Linked DNA regions of Gossypium hirsutum: region 1 is linked to region 2. Evidence: chromatin contacts called from public Hi-C data. All regions are on one chromosome and are shown on one strand. Each heading gives the region's core, a stretch centred on a gene start, on an enhancer-like site or on the middle of the called end of the contact. The rest is flanking DNA. Distances are from core to core; before and after follow the strand shown. Region 1 holds the start of LOC107925667 (E3 ubiquitin-protein ligase BRE1-like 2). Region 2 holds the start of LOC107925354.

The links. A called contact is a pair of places that touch in the nucleus more often than the background predicts.
Region 1: a contact with region 2 is called in a Hi-C map of leaf, with 4 times the contacts expected there. The contact joins the promoter of LOC107925667 here to the promoter of LOC107925354 in region 2. A contact is called at or near these places in 5 of 34 Hi-C or Micro-C datasets (hypocotyl, leaf and seedling).

What each region holds. Positions count from the first base shown.
Region 1 is chrA08:20,282,374-20,285,462 of Gossypium_hirsutum_v2.1, reverse strand. It overlaps LOC107925667 (E3 ubiquitin-protein ligase BRE1-like 2), which reads right to left and starts at 1,829. Exons shown (of 18, transcript XM_041074592.1): 1 at 1,527-1,829; 2 at 74-235. The coding sequence starts at 1,628.
Region 2 is chrA08:19,710,754-19,714,082 of Gossypium_hirsutum_v2.1, reverse strand. It overlaps LOC107925354, which reads left to right and starts at 1,477. Exons shown (of 2, transcript XM_016856098.2): 1 at 1,477-3,329. The coding sequence starts at 1,816. The coding sequence ends at 2,493.

The DNA.
Region 1 (3,089 bases), core at 580-3,079, 570 kb before region 2:
TAACAAAAAAGAACTATAAAAAAATCATAATGATCAAAACAGATGAAAGTAAAAGAGTGCCATAAAAAAATACCTGATTCCAGAGTTGGTTCACAGTTATCAACATATCATCATAAGAGGCTTGCTTGTCTTTTAATTCTTTAATTTTGGTTTCAAGATCATGCAACTCATGTTTCTGAATATCTAACTGCTGGACAAGTTTTTGATTCTGGTACTGGAGAACTGCCGCATCAACCTGGATAAAAAGAATTCCTCTATATCAAATAAAATGCATGAGAGAATTAAAAACACAAATTTGTAAACATGCAGGGAAAAAGTTCAAAAACGGATTTTATCAATTTTAAATTTACTTGACATGTGCACCAACCTTACACATTGGGGTGTATGCAGAAATATCATAGTGATAATAAGAGGGCACTCTGAAAAATCAAATCATGTATAAAAAGTGAAAGGCAAATTCAATCGGGTGGCAGGGGACAGTATATCTCCACTCATCTTTAGGTATGCCTGATATTGAATTAGGTTATGCTCAGGGCTTAGCTTATCAACTCAACAAAATGTGCAAACTGGTGGATTTATGGTGCCCATGCATATAATCAGATGCCTAAAACTGATTCATGACAAGTCTAGGAATGGTTTGAATCAGATAAGAGACCAGAATATAACTAGAAGTTTAGGGAAATTTTCAATTTCTAAGATAGATCCAAATAGGCAACTCAAATAATTTGAGATGATGAAAAAGACATCACATTTCATTAATTTACAATATTTCCATTTGACATATACAGCATTGATGCAGCAAACCTACTCGGTTAGTGCAAACTACTTCAACTATTCACATTATCAGCTCAATTTAATAATAATTGGAGTTACATAACCCTAGCAGATAAATTAAGTGAAAAAAAGATTTTTTTTTTTTTAAAACCCTTAATTTTGGTGTGTCACCCTAAATCCGCAAATCTAAACAAACAAAAGCATATCAGTGATATACTGATTATGGGTAAATCGCTAAGAGAAAGAGCTTGTTTTCCTTTTTCCCCGTATAGACCCACAGGGGAAGGGGAATCGAGTTTCGCAGCAAACTACTTATCCACCACTAACAATAAATTAAATCAAAATTGATCCACAACAAGTAATAAATAAATTCCCCTTCTCTTCCTATACTGTCTCGACGGCAGAGAGAAAGCATTTGAAATTAAAATTTTCCATGAATAACCCAGAGACCATGAAGAAATGGAATACAACTGAGCATCCAAGAAGAAAACTAATAGCAGGAAAAATTTTAGATCAACTTTCCATTTTGTGAACAGTCGAAAGTAATGTCCCAAGATTCAATATTTCAGTTTTAACATTTGATTCTTCCGGGCGACAGGACAAAACAAAATGTATTCCAGAGCAATTTTGATTTGAGGAGAAATTATAGCTCAAAAAGAAAGCGAATAAAATCATGCAAACCCATTAATTTATCAAGAAATTAAAGAGGAAAACAATATATTTAAGAAAAAAAAGTGTGAGAGAGAGATTACAGATTTGGTGTGGTTGGGAGAAGTGGAGGAATTACGGGCCATGGCGGGAGAATCCAAGTGAGGCCTCTTCTTCTCTGGTTCTTCAGATTCAAAGCTTTCCATTTACTGCAGTTAGGATTGCGATTTACACCCCCTCCCCTCTCTTTTACACTTGATTACTCTTTCGCCACACCATCAAATCCCAATCATCATGCGTTCCCAAAACCCTAACTTACAAACTCTACTCGTTCCGAGAATGATAGATTCCAGTAATTTGCTTTCTACGGAGTCGTATATTGAGAAAAAAGCAGAAGAAAGATGCATCACCCGTTAAAACGGTGGCGTTTAACCTTATAGCTTTGTTGCTCTTCAACCAACCTTCGTCAAATAGTTGGTTGAACCAAATTAAACCGGCCGATCAGACCGATTGGATCAATAAGTGGTCGAAGTATTAGTTTGGAGAGATATTGATCGGTTGACGGGTGAGTTAATATGATCTAATTAAATTGGTTTAACCGGTTTCATTAGTTTTTTTCTATTTTTTTTTTTATAATTTTTTTAAAAAATTATTTAATAGAATTAGTGGGTTTAACGATTCAACCATGATTTTGTAAATTTTTTTTATAGTTTATATTAGGTTTAAATTAGTTTATTGTATTCGCAATTCAAATAATTATATTTATTTTTTAAAACTTTATTATAAAATTTGTAACATTTTAGAGGCGACATGAAGTATTTAATTTCATGATATGTAACCTTCTTTTGTAAATTAAAATTTATAATTTTGGTTCAAACTTAAACAATTTGATTAGATTAAAAAGGTAGGACTAGATAATTTCAAATGAAGTTAATAAATTAACGAGATAAATAAAGAATTTCAACTAAATTTAATAAATAATCTAGATAGAATAAAGAATTTTTAATAAATATAATAAATAATATTTATATATGATAAATATTGAAGTAAACCGTAAAATAATAGAAAATCTCTAATCTTTTATACTCTAAAAATATAAATATTTGTGCAATTTGAAATTCTAGGTTATCAGCGTCACCATCACCATCATCCCCTTTGTGATTTCATACGTAAGGTCTGTTTGGCAATGCTTTTGAAAAGTATTATGAAAAAGTGCTTTTGAAAATTTGAGTGTTTAATATTGTTGTCAAAAAGTGCTTTTGAGAAATAAAATGTCCATTTTAGACATGATATTATAAACTAACAAATATATTTAAATAATGTTCAAATTAGTTAATATTATGATATTTTACCAATATATAAAAAATAATTTATTATAACTTATTGTTAATATTTTAATATATAATATTAATTTTAAATATTTTTAAGTAATTTATTTTAATTATTTATTAAATTCAATTAGAATATATAAACTATATTTAAATATTTAAATATAATAATTAAATATTTGTAATTAGATAGTGACACAATTGTATTATTTTAAAAATGATTTTTTTAATTAATGTTTTTAACACATTTGTATTATTTTATTTTAAAATATACTTTGAATATATAACTCATATTAAATATTAACATAACATAGAAAACATAAACCTAGCAAATTAAAA
Region 2 (3,329 bases), core at 228-2,727:
CTCTCATCAACCCTTCCACTTTTTCAGCAATTCCTTGCTCCTTGCTTCTTTTTTCTTTCTTTGAATTTTAATTTTAGCTGATTTTAAAATGAGTTTAGTGTGGGAAGTATTAAATAGAGCTTACTTTACTAATACGAGATTTTTATTTTATTTGATACTTTATTTAATTGCCTGAGACAAAGGAAAAAAATGTCATAGTGTAGTAAAGTGAGACTTATCTATCTTGTAGCTAAGTTGAGTTTAAGCTTTTTTTTCTTAAACCCAGTTAAGTATTTGGAAAATTTTATAATTATAGCTATCTTTTTCTTTAAAGAGTTGTTTATAATTTAAAATGTCGTATCTTTATTTAAAAAAGGAAAATTTTTAACTATTTCACTTATATATTTATTGAGTATAATATACACTTGATTATGATTATTTAAAAAAAAAACTAAAATTTCTATAATTACTTTTGAATTAATTAATTTTTTAAATTTAATTCAAATAAATATATTTGATTAGACCCAACTCGATTTGAAAAATTTTCAAAGTTTTTTTGAGCTACAAATGTATAGCTTTGGCTTAAAGGTTTTTTTTTTTTTACTTTTAAAGTATACTATTTTAAAAAATTTAGTACTTAATTTTTTTTATATAAATTGATATATAAAGTTACATCATGTTAACTAATTTCAGCCCAATCACATTAACAATATTAAAAAATTAATTGACATACGACACAATTAGAACATACCACTTGGCAATTTTCAGCCAATTATAATATGAGACGTGATATCCATGTTGATATGTATATATAGTCTAAAAATTTAAAAATAAAAAAATAGAAAATATTGAATTTTTAAAAATAAAATTATAGAAAATTATAAAATATATCAATATAATTTTTAAAAATTCAAAAAAAAATTAAAAATATATAAAAATGAGAATTTTAGTTAATATTTTAGAAAAAAAAATAAAAAAAAACAGTATAATTAAAAAATTAATAAAATAAAACTTATGTAATTATTTTTGAATTGGTTTATTTTTTTTAATTTAACTCAAATAAATATATTCGATTCGATTCGACTTGATTTAAAAAAATTTCAAATCTTCAAATTTTCAAATTTTCAAATTGTTGATAAAATAGGATTCATTAACTCGACTAACTTGAACTTTTTTCACTTGATTCTGTTTAACTTGTTTCAATCGAACACTCACCCCCTAGCCATAAATGTCCACAAACTTGTTATTTGATATAAATACACTTCAAGAACACTTCAAGATTAAAGAGAGAAATATCCAAACATCAAGATCAAGAGAAAGTCATTCAAATATTTATTTATTCATTTCTCTTATAAATATTCTCTAGAAGCTTAGTGTCAAATCTTTTATCATTCACATATCTTTGTATTGAGAGCTCAATTTTTGTAAACACACACCTTGTAGAAGGTTTTTTTGTTTACTCTCTTTTATATCACTAATTGTAAATTAGGAGAGTTTTAATTGAGCCACAAAAATTATGAAATGTTCTATTAAAGCCTTGTGAAAAAGATAGGAATTGTAAAGGTTATAAATTTCTCCTTGTTATAGTACGAGATTACACATGTGTTTAATGTGTAATTAGTTAGGTGGTTAAGCAGTTAGTGAGCTTGTAATTTGTTAACAGTAGTGAAGGCTTTATCAAGTGTATATATACGTGTATTTGGGCACTATTCAAAGCAAGCAAGTTTAATAAATTTGAATGCAAATATTTTCTAGTTCTCTGTAAAATCTTTTGTTAAGTAGTCATTAGCTTACTAGGTTTCTATCATGGTATCAGTCGCACGGTGATCCTCGGCCATGGTTACCACGCATTCCACCGACTCTGACTTCGTTAAGCCTACTGGCTCGGTGTTTCTTGGTGATCTTGTGGTCACGTCCTTTCCTCGGCATGAGGTTGTGAAGCTTGATACTGATTTGTTCATTCAGTGGCAGCAGCAAATTCGTCTCATTCTTCGTGGTTATGGTTTGCTCGGATTTATTGACGGAACGTTTACGGCTCCACCGCGATTTGTCCAGTCCTTCGATGGCGCTCTTGTCACCAATCCGTCTGCATCCATTTTTGATCAACAAGATAATCTACTTACCTCGTGGTTGTTGTCCACGATCAGCTCTTCCTTCCTATCGTCATTCACGGATGTTCAGACTGCCGGTGATGTCTGGATCATGGCGAATAACTTGTTCGCCGCTGATACTACTGCGAAGCAATCGCAATTGCGTCATGAACTTCATTCTCTCCGGAAAGGTAATCTCTCTATTCAGTTGTATGTTGACAAGATCAAAACCTTGTGTGCTCTTCTTGCAGCATCTGGATCTCCAACTTCAGAGGCTGAACGAACGGTGGTCCTTCTCGCTGGACTCTCATCTGAGTTTGAAGCCATTGTCTCCCATGCGTCGCTCTCCCCAGTTTCGTTACCTTTTCAACAGCTTGTCGATGCTCTGATTGAATATGAAGCTCGACAGATTTGCTCTATTTAGAATGTTTTGGTGGCTGTGAACATTGTGGAAGGGACTCAGTTGCAGCCGACGGACGGGGCCTTTCGTGGTGGTCGCCCTTTTGGTCGTGGTCGTGGTTGAAGCTTCCGTCCATGAATCTAATGTCAGATCTGCAATCGATTCGGTCATCTCGAACAGCGGTGTTACTATTGATATGACCGTGGTTGGCAGCCACAGTTAGAAGCACCAGCACCGGCGGTGCGATATGGTGGGTTTGCGTTTGGTGCGAATAGGGGCGAGTTGGAGCGTGGGAACAGACCTCTTGAGTATGGTCAAAATTGGGGGTCTCTTGGTCAAAATTGGAGGTCTCAAATTCAGTCGAATGATAGGTTTGATAATGTTGCCTCGCGTGGGCCACCTGCAGCATATAAAAATAATGGTTTTAATTCATTTGCCCAATATGGTAACGGGCCGAATGATATTGATGGCCCAAATTTCAATTCTGTACCTTATGAGTGTGATTTTGGTACTGGCCGTCATTTTCTTGGTCCACAATTTGGTGGTGATTCTTTGGGCTATTCGTATGGTGGGCCGGCTTCTCGACCGCATGGGCTTAGTGGGTCAGTCCGGTCCCATTCGAATGATGATCATGTTTTGCCTGGGCCCTCTGCTAATTGTGTGAATGTTGATAGATCCTGACAGACTGTTCATGAGGCTCTGTGGCATATAAAATTGCGTACTCGTGTGTTTAGTGTGGATTCCTCTTCGTATGACTCGTCTCAGTTTGTTGGGATTCCCCCAGGCTTCTTGAGTTGCATGCTTCGGATTATTCTAATGCTATAGCATATGATTCTAATTTTAGTACTACTACTTCTTAT